Regions from separate parts of the Mus musculus genome. Here all the other regions are linked to region 3. Evidence: chromatin contacts called from public HiChIP or PLAC-seq data. All regions are on one chromosome and are shown on one strand. The core of a region is the stretch at or near the end of the contact, and the rest is flanking DNA. Distances in the headings are between cores, read along the strand shown.

Region 1 (2,991 bases), core at 30-2,529, 400 kb before region 3:
ACATCTGTAAGATAAGTACTTAAGGTTCAAGTTTAAACTCTTTAAGTCCATCAGTCCATGGCCGTGAAGCTGAACTTTTATTGGACAGAAAAGGGGCTCCTGATTCTAGTATCTCCTGTTATCATTATTTTTTGAAGGGTGATCTACATGTGCACCTATATGGGTAGTCTTGCTAGATTCTGTAGAAGAAACCTACAAACAAACGAGCAAACAAACAAAACACATGTATCTTTCAGGCAATGTCTGGACTAGTACTACTGAATGGTATCAAACAGTTTCTAAAATGTGATATTGGTTAGTGCCCTAATATCAAGATCCCATTCTCTGTATCATCGTCATCATCATTATTATTATTGTTATTATTTTGTAACCCTTTCATTAAATGTGTATGTCTTTGTTGAAGATTCCAAGGAAACCACATCTGAAAACTTTCACCTCCTAAATAGTCAAGATTTTTAGTAGGCTGTCACTGAAAGTCAACCAATAAAAAAATCTCTAAACACCTCAATATTTACCAGTCACATTTTGAAAGTAGCATATTCTGCATTCTTGAATTCCAAGATGAGTCAAAACCTAGTCAATCTAGTTGCATAGGTAGCAGAGGATGGCCTAGTTGCCCATTAATGGGAGGAGAGGCCCTTGGCATTGTGAAGATCATATGCCCCAGTACAGGGGAATGCCAGGGCCAGATACTGCAAGTGGATGGGTTGGAGAGCAAGGTGGGGGGAGGGTATAGGGGGCTTTGGGGATAGCATTTGAAATGTAAATGAAGATAATAGCTAATAAAAAAAAGTAAAGGATAAAAACCCATCATATTAATTGAATGCTTCCAGGAAATAGTTGCATACTTTTATCAACTTTTTAAAGCAGGTCTGAGATGTCTACCTTAGTTCCTATTGGACAGATGAGGAAACTAAAGGTGAAAGCATAAGCTGCTGGTCTAAAGTCATGTAGCTACCAGGAGGCAGAGCTGGGACTCAAACTCAGGCGTTGTGGACTACACAGTTGGCTCCCTTACATTCCCCATATCTGTCCCCTGAAAAGTCTCAGGAAAATCTCTTTTGTATGAGTCTCCTTCGGTATCTAACTCTAACTTATATTTTTCTTCCAATTTGTATCAGTGCGTGATAAATCTTCCTGCTATTCCATGTCCTAGGAGCTGTGTTTCATTAATTAGAAAGCACAGTATTATTAATGGACGGACGGAAGGAAACTAGATCCTTTCTTACTGATGGCTCCAAGCCTAGACTCACTGGCTTGGGTTCAACCTGCCCACATAACCTCCCAGTGAATATTTATTGGAATAGAGGGGTAGTCTGTTTTCTGTCCCATGCACTAGGATATAAAAGGACAGGAAGAGGGCTCTGTAATACTTTAGAAGCTGCTTCTTCTGCTTTAAGTTCTCCTCTCTGGCAACAATCATACAAATTACTCATGGGCCCAATAAGGCTGGCATAATTGAAGGTCTGTGGATTATATGCTGTTGCCAGAATGGCTCTGAACAATTTTCTCACTTTTCCAAAACACTGCTCTGCTGAGTCCTACCTCATCCACGAGGACTTCTCTAGACAGAGACCAGGGCTCTCTCTGAGTCCTTGTCTCTGCTCTTCCTGGAAAACCCCACACAACCCAGGATTTCATTTTGATTCAGTTCCATGTTTTCAGGGCTGAAATTACAAATATGTGTTATCAGACTTAGTATTTTTTTCATGTGGGTTCTGGGTACTAAGGACAAAGACAGGTTTCCTGGATTGACTCATCTCCCAAGTTCCTAGAAGAATTATTTTTGAATAGTTAAAAGACCAACTCTATTCCTCTCTGGGAACTAGTAGATTCCTGGTCACAAGGCTTTTCATGGTACAATAGGGGACGTTCCAGGCAAACCAAGATGATTAGACTCAACTTTAAAAGTTTGAAATTTTACCCATAGTATCTTATTTTTATCCCAGCCCTACAAAAATATTTCCAAGTACATGCAAAGAGTTAGAAAATATTTGACAAATAGTGAAAAGTAGGTTAGAAGGAAAAGGCAGCCACTTTTTAGGGTTAAAAAGTACTATTAATTTTTTTCTCTATTCATACTCCTTTGTAGAAATGTGTGGCTGATATGCTATCAGCCCACAATTTGAACTAATGCCTTAATAGCTTTCTGCAAATTATTTCTCAACTTTAGATGTGGAGGTAAAAATGGCCTGATTTCTCAAAGATCACAATATCACAAACACACAGGTTTCAGAGAAACTTCAGGGTCACTGGAGTGGAATAATCTCTTTTGCTAAGACATGTGTTGCTGGCTGCTGCTTTTAGTCCTCTAAAAGGCAACAAAGCTAGAGAGGTGGCTTAGTTACAATGTACTTGATACAGTGTCATCTTGTACCCCATTCCAGAGCTTTAAACTTCACAACATCCACTTCCACCTGCCTACTGACAAGCTAAAATGACACTGTTAGGACTAAATCCCTTCAGTCTAAAGTAATCACTATTTGGGAAACGTTCTTGTTATTCACTTGTGCTCACAGGAGGACACCAATTGAACAGAGCAGGAAAATAAAGACCATGTAAGATGCACAGGGTGCTCTGGCTTTGTTGATGTCTTATGTCCCCAAGGGAAAACTTAGCTGTCAGCAAGCCAGCTAAGCTCCTGCACCCAAAACACAGCTTGCTCATCTGCAATCTCAAAGCAATTCTGTTCAAGGGAGAAGTCACTGATGAAGATAGCAGAGTGGAAGTCAGCAGCCAGGAAAATCTATCTGCTCCTGGAAGTAGCAACTGGCCTTCCTGTGGTTCCATGTCCTCTCTTCTCAAGCAATATCTCTTTCTATCTCTTCCAGTACTCCCATAATGGGGCAGTTAGTTGGGGGTAAAATATCTGAATTTGGAGACAGGAAACTCTGCATACCACTTAGTGGGGCACATTCTGTCTCTCATTGTCTCTCTGTCTCTGCTCTCTCAAATAAAGCTTCTTTGTGTAGCCCTGTGGAACTCATTCTG
Region 2 (2,927 bases), core at 404-2,903, 430 kb before region 3:
TCTTTTATGTCTGAGAAAGTTGGTATGTGGATGTGAGGTATGAGTGAATATGTGGTTAGTCTTTCTGTGCACTCTTACACCCTTAGATATTAACATTTCTGAGCATCAATTCTGATCCCAGGGCTTTGTAATCTGAGTTACTAAACCACCCACTACAAAATTTGTATGTATACTGAAGACAAATTATTGACATGCCTGGTAGGTTAGGCTCTGACTTAGTTAAATGTTAGGTTCATCTGCAGGGCCTAAGACATTGCAGGGCCTGAGATACAATTAGCTTATATGGTAGTGTCTACATCCAGCTCACAAACTAGCAGAATCCAGTGACGTACTCCAGTACTAAATGCATTTTCTTTTTTAAAATATAAGGGTGTTTTAGTGTACATGCATGTCTGTAGAATTATCTGTATACATGGTATGTAGATATAATATATGTATGCCTGATGCTCCCAGGGGCCAGAAAACTGTTATATTTCCGGAGACTGGAGATATAGTTGACTGAGAGCTATTGTGTGGGTATGGGGAATTAAACACAGGTCCTCTGGAAAAAGAATTCATGCTCTTAGTCACTGAACCACCTCTCTAGCTTCAAGAACTATACTTCTTGAACCCAGATAAGAGAAGAAAATAGACACGAAAATATTGTAATGATTCAAACTGTGCTTTTTCTATTTCCCAGATGTGTGACTAGGGAAGTTTCTTAACCTATCTGTGTTTCCTTCTTTAGTCATCTGTGAAGAGTCATGAAGTAAATATGTCAGAATTATTCATGTTAATTCAGATCACACCACTCAGAAGAATCTCAAGAGAGGGTTGAGAGAGATGGCTGGTGGTTAAATCCCAACACCCACATGGTGGCTCACAAACATCTGTCACTCCAGTTCCAGGAGTTCTAATGTCTTCTTCCAGTTTCTGCCAGTACTGTATGTACATGGTGCATATATATATATACATACAAGCAAACATTCACATATATATAGATAGCAAAAAATCCCCTTGGGCATCTGGTGGTATCATTATAAAAGCCCCCTGGTGGTCTCTGCTGCTCTATGTGTCCAGACTGTTAATCTCCTCCATTTCCTCCCTTCCCCAGCTGCTATGGCTCTTGGTTTGCTGAAGCACTGGCTCAGGCTTTTATTTGTTAAGGATTTGCTTGGTGTCAGATACCACACAAAATACAAAGAAATTAAATATAAATAAAACACAGTCCTTGATGCAGAGGCTGTTAGACAAGGAGAAAGATAAACAGTTATGAAGCAGTGTGGCACTCTAGTGACAAAAGCTGTGATAAGTTGGAGGAATGCCGAGCATAGAGTAATTGATTCTGTGTGAAGTGTTGGGGAGACCTGTCTGGCACTCAATTTCTTCCCTGAATCTATCTATCATGACCCCTCCCAAACACCCCCTCCCCTCACATGCAAACCTCACAGATCCCAGCTTCCTCAGTAACTCTTCTGCTAAGTACTGTTCATTAACATCCATCTAGAACAGAAGTTCCTTCTGCTGCCTGGAGTCTGGGTAAGTGAGCCATGCATCCCAGCTCAGGACTGAATGGCAACAACACCCTGGCCTCCAGATGTCTCAGTCCAAAGAGCTGACCTTGTTTATATAAATAGCTCAATGGTCTGCCATGCCATCAAGAAGTGAATTCCCTGGGAGTCCTCTGGGGAATGCCGTAGGCTTATACAGCTCTCTTGACACACTCAGAATTCTGCAGTGCCTGCTTCATCTCCAAAGAAATTAACATAAAGCACTGTGACTAACAGAAAGGCTTTGCCATTGTTTTTTGCTAGCCCTGTGGTTATGATTAACTTTGCTGTTCTCAGTCTTCTGTACTCTACGCATACTCTAACTTATGGAAATGAAGCTGTCTTCTTGCTTATTCATATATCAACATTAACAACCAGACAAGAGCAAACAAGCTTGCTATACTGATGGAGCTTTGCTGTTGGTGTCAGCCAGCAGATGGATGGCTCCAGGCCAGAAACTCCCTTGTCTCCCTCTTCACTTACTGGCCCCTGCAGAATTCCTGATGTTAGGTTAGGGGGTGAGAGGGAAGTGAGGAAGGAGGATCAGAGAGTTATTCTGCTACTTATAGCACACAGGAAGGTGAGGCTAAGCAACTGTTCTGTAAGGAAGGAAACATGACTATGGCAAAGACAGAGGGATGGATATATGCACTAATTAATTAATGAATTAATGTTATTATCACAGATTTGTTGTAGAAAGTGAAAAGTTTCATAAAGATATTTTAATAAAAGTATATCATGTATGTTGACCATATTCATTCACCCTCTACTACCCTCTCCTGTCCCTCTTTTTCATCTTTGCTCATTTTTTTCTTTTTTCCACAGGGCTCACTTCCTTTTTCATTCTCTATCTTGCTCATCCTATCTATCTATCTATCTATCTATCTATCTATCTATCTATCTATCTATCTATCTATCTATCTGTGTCTGTGATGGTCTGTATATGCTCGGCACAGGGAGTGGCACTATTAGAGGTGTGGCCTTGTTAGAATAGGTGTGTCACTGTGGGTGTGATATTTAAGACCCTCATCCTAGCTGCCTGGAAGCCAGTATTCTGGTAGCAGACATCAGATGAAGACATAGAACTATCAGCTCTTCCTGTACCATGCCTGCCTGGACACTGCAATGCTCCAGCCTTGGTAATAATGGACTGAACCTCTGAACCTGTAAGCCAGCCCCAACTAAATGTTGTCCTTTTAAGAGCTGTCTTGGCCATGGTATCTGTACACAGCAGTAAAACCCTAACTGAGACATTATCTATCCATCCAACCTTGGTTTCACATATGAGAGAAGACATGTAGAGAGCAAACCAGAGAAATACCTGAATATCCATGTTTACAGCACTACTCACAATTACTCTATGATTAAATCAGCCTGTATGTCCACCAAGAGATGAAT
Region 3 (2,961 bases), core at 384-2,883:
CAGGAAGCTCTGAGTAGACACTGATGACTACAAGAAGTTTAGTGTAACAGGACAGACCAGGTATGTTGGTTGGGACTCCCCCTCACGGGTATCCATGCCATCCAACCACTTTATCCTAAAGAGCTTTTGGAAAATGTGGATGCATACACCCAACCCGGCCTCTTTTCAACCTATTGGAAAGTTCTCTGGGCATCCCATCATAAAAGGCAGGTGAACGTCGAAGAAAAGCAGGAAGGGTCCCAGGGTGGCGGGAAAACAATACCTCCAGGTGTTACTAAGAACCTGCCCCCTACACACACACACCAACTCGCTCTTGCCTATCAATATCTTGTACACCTAAGAGCATGTCAGGCCCTGAGACAGATCCTGGGGACACTAGAGATTGGGGTCTTCCACCTCCTGCTTTTCCGGGACTCAAAGCCAAGTCAGAAACGGTGTGCCCATCCTTTTTACTAGCATCCTAAGCACACCGGGTACCAGCCACAGGTTTGGATAAGTTGTCCAGCATTGCTCACTAAAGCGTTCCCACGATGGTTCTCTCGCACATCAGGGCTCTTACCTTGGCCTTGACTACATCCAGGCAGAGGTACACTCCGAAAGAGCTGAACCGCGTGGTGCCACTGACGCCTACTAAGTGCAGTGGGTCCTGGTGGAGATCCCAGCTGGAGCTGTTCTAACCCGACCGACCGACGGTGCCAAGCACAGACTTCGGGACAGCCTTGGGCTCCAAATATCAATAGGAAAGGTCCGCCTTGCCGGGACTGAGCACTCTCCCTTCTTTCTCCTCCTCCGAGGCGGCTGCCGAGAGCTGCTCTACGCCAGAAGGACTCTTCCAAGCCCTGGGCGCCTCGCATGGGCAAGGGCCTGGGGGCCGCCCTGGGTTGGATCCGGGAAACCAGCGCCAGGAAGAAACGGGGAGCCGCAGCTCTGCCGGCTTCACCTTCCGCGCCCCTGACCGCTTAACCCCTTCAGGGCAGGGCCTGCCCGCAACCGGCCCGGCCAGGCAAGTACACCGGCAGCCCCAGCCACGGAGAAGAGGCGAGGCAGGAGGCAGGAGGCTGGAGGCAGCTCAGCCGGACCGAGAGACCAGCGTGGCGAACGAGCACTGGGACCGACCGTAGCTGCTTGCGGTGACCCTCCCCCCCACCCCCCGGGCCTGCGCCGCCCGCCCGCGGCTCCGCGAGAAGCGGGCGCTGAAGAGGGCCTCGCCCGGGCCTGGGGCGCGGGACCGGGGGCGCGGGGCCGGGATAGATGCTCCTTGGAAGGTCACGGCCGCCGGGGCGCCGCGAGCGGGACGCAGCCCGATGGGTGCGGGGAGCCCGGGCGGGCAGCCCCCGCCGCCACCTTGGAGACGCGCCGGCTTCCCGGAGCGCTCAGGTTTGGAGCCGCTCGTCCGCTGCAGACGCTGTGGGCAGCCTGGAGCCGCGAACGGACAGGCGCGCGATCCCCGCTTCCCGCGCGGGGCCGGGAGAGAATCGCTGTGCGGGGACCGGCGTGGGAGCGCGCTGGCGGGCGCTGGTGTTGGAGCTCCAGGCTAGTCCAGCCGCCGCCGCGTGCTTAGAGCGTCGGGCTCGTTCGGCAGCTGCAGTGACTGTGTGTCTGTGTCATGTCTGTGCAGCTGGGGGGCGAGGGGGAAGGACCGCGATCCTGGGCTGGGTTCCGAGCGGGGGCGGGACCGGAGCCCGCCTCGGGGCCACGCCTCCTCCCCGTGATCGCATGGACAGCCAATGGGTAGCGCCAGGAATGTGCGTCTCTAGTGCCCGCCCTGCCTAGGCTACGCCTACGACCAAGCGCCTCCCTCCGCTCCTTGGTTCATTGGAACGCAGGCGGATGAAACACCCGGAGCCCGGAGCCCGGGCCGGGTCTCGGGAAAAGGGTGCTAGCTGGAGCTCCCCGCCCTTCTTTCCCGGACTCCGGCTACCCCAGATTTGGATGAAAGAGAGTGAAGAGAGGCGGGTTGAGTTCGCAATTGTTGCTTCCGGTTTGCGAGCAGGGTGGGTCACCGTGCCACTCCTTTTACAAAATAACGGTTTGGGGGGAAGTAGGAAGTTTACCCTGCTTTTCCTTCGGTTGGGAACGCGGCTCTCCCCTAGGTTGACCGGTCATGGGGCAGCCAGAGCTGTGAAGAGGCCCGATTTGAGCGGTTTGACATCATCTTGCTTGGATTCTGGATCCAAGAATCCTGTGCAAGACTCTGGTCCCCCTCACCAGAGGAAACTACATTTTTGTGTCCATATATACACGCATAGATGCACCTCCTTTCTAATTTTACTCTTGCTCAGAGCCCCGCTTTCAACGTCCACTAAAGGGACATCTAAGCCTCCGGATGTTGATGAGGAAGGTGAGGATGCGGAGAGTCCGCCCGGACTGCGGAAGGAGCGGAAAGATTTGGTTATAGTAAAGGGGATGGGATGTCCCTTGGGAGAATACCCTCCCTTGAGGCTGAAGCAGAGCCTGGGTGAGAAAGAGGACCAGAGCGGACGGTCTACTCCCACTGGAAGACGGAGCTCCGAAACTGCGATCCAGCTTCCGGGTTTTTTCCTCAACTAGGTCCCTTGGCTTCTGGGGGCCCCTTCCCCCAGAGTCCCCACCTCCCCCAATCCGTAGGAGCCACTGAATCTCTGTCTTCCCCTGCGCTTATCTCCTCCGGCAGCCCACCCACTGTCTTTTAATGGCTGGGGAGGATGGAGAGAGGTGGGATGCCTTAGAAAGGGCTTCCTATCTCGGGACTCTGAGCTGACTATCTTACCCGAGGTGGAGCATCACTCTAATCTCGCATTCGAAGATCCAGCTCCTCTCTGATCCCATCCCTCATCCCCAGCTCTGGCCTTGATACCTACACCCTTGGACCGTCCTTTGACCTGCTCGACACTCTCGGCTTCCCTGCGTTCTCTAGAAGCCAGGACCCCTTTTACCACCAGCAGGGGCTCTCCCTCAGTTCCCAGCGCTGTTTACCTAATC

The links. HiChIP or PLAC-seq counts read pairs in DNA pulled down with a chosen protein or histone mark.
Region 1: a contact with region 3 is called in an H3K4me3 HiChIP or PLAC-seq map of neural progenitor cells, with 22 times the contacts expected there. The contact joins the enhancer-like site here to the promoter of Large1 in region 3. A contact is called at or near these places in 11 of 39 promoter capture datasets (the 3T3-L1 cell line, 3T3-L1-derived adipocytes, the HPC-7 cell line and 5 more), 2 of 484 Hi-C or Micro-C datasets (myocytes and nephron progenitors), 18 of 115 datasets of contacts at active chromatin or transcription factors (astrocytes, bone marrow-derived macrophages, embryonic forebrain and 9 more) and 1 of 9 other capture datasets (embryonic stem cells).
Region 2: a contact with region 3 is called in an H3K4me3 HiChIP or PLAC-seq map of neural progenitor cells, with 7 times the contacts expected there. The contact joins the enhancer-like site here to the promoter of Large1 in region 3. A contact is called at or near these places in 8 of 39 promoter capture datasets (the 3T3-L1 cell line, embryonic stem cells, hippocampal neurons and 2 more), 1 of 484 Hi-C or Micro-C datasets (nephron progenitors), 7 of 115 datasets of contacts at active chromatin or transcription factors (VIP interneurons, embryonic forebrain, embryonic stem cells and 3 more) and 1 of 9 other capture datasets (embryonic stem cells).

The regions. Positions count from the first base shown.
Region 1 is chr8:72,953,957-72,956,947 of GRCm38.p6, forward strand. The region is part of intron 6 of Large1 (LARGE xylosyl- and glucuronyltransferase 1); the gene reads right to left. Among named protein-coding and RNA genes, the nearest start is that of Mir28b, 61 kb to the right of the region's middle. Within about 2 kb of position 1,280, at least 7 of the 459 cell types and tissues checked have an H3K27ac peak or open chromatin away from gene starts, as enhancers often do. A contact at or near this core is called in neural progenitor cells, where this site is marked.
Region 2 is chr8:72,917,813-72,920,739 of GRCm38.p6, forward strand. The region is part of intron 6 of Large1 (LARGE xylosyl- and glucuronyltransferase 1); the gene reads right to left. Among named protein-coding and RNA genes, the nearest start is that of Mir28b, 97 kb to the right of the region's middle. Within about 2 kb of position 1,654, at least 18 of the 459 cell types and tissues checked have an H3K27ac peak or open chromatin away from gene starts, as enhancers often do. A contact at or near this core is called in VIP interneurons, neural progenitor cells and stem cell-derived neural progenitor cells, where this site is marked.
Region 3 is chr8:73,351,907-73,354,867 of GRCm38.p6, forward strand. Large1 (LARGE xylosyl- and glucuronyltransferase 1) reads right to left here and starts at 1,634. Exons shown (of 15, transcript NM_010687.2): 1 at 560-1,634.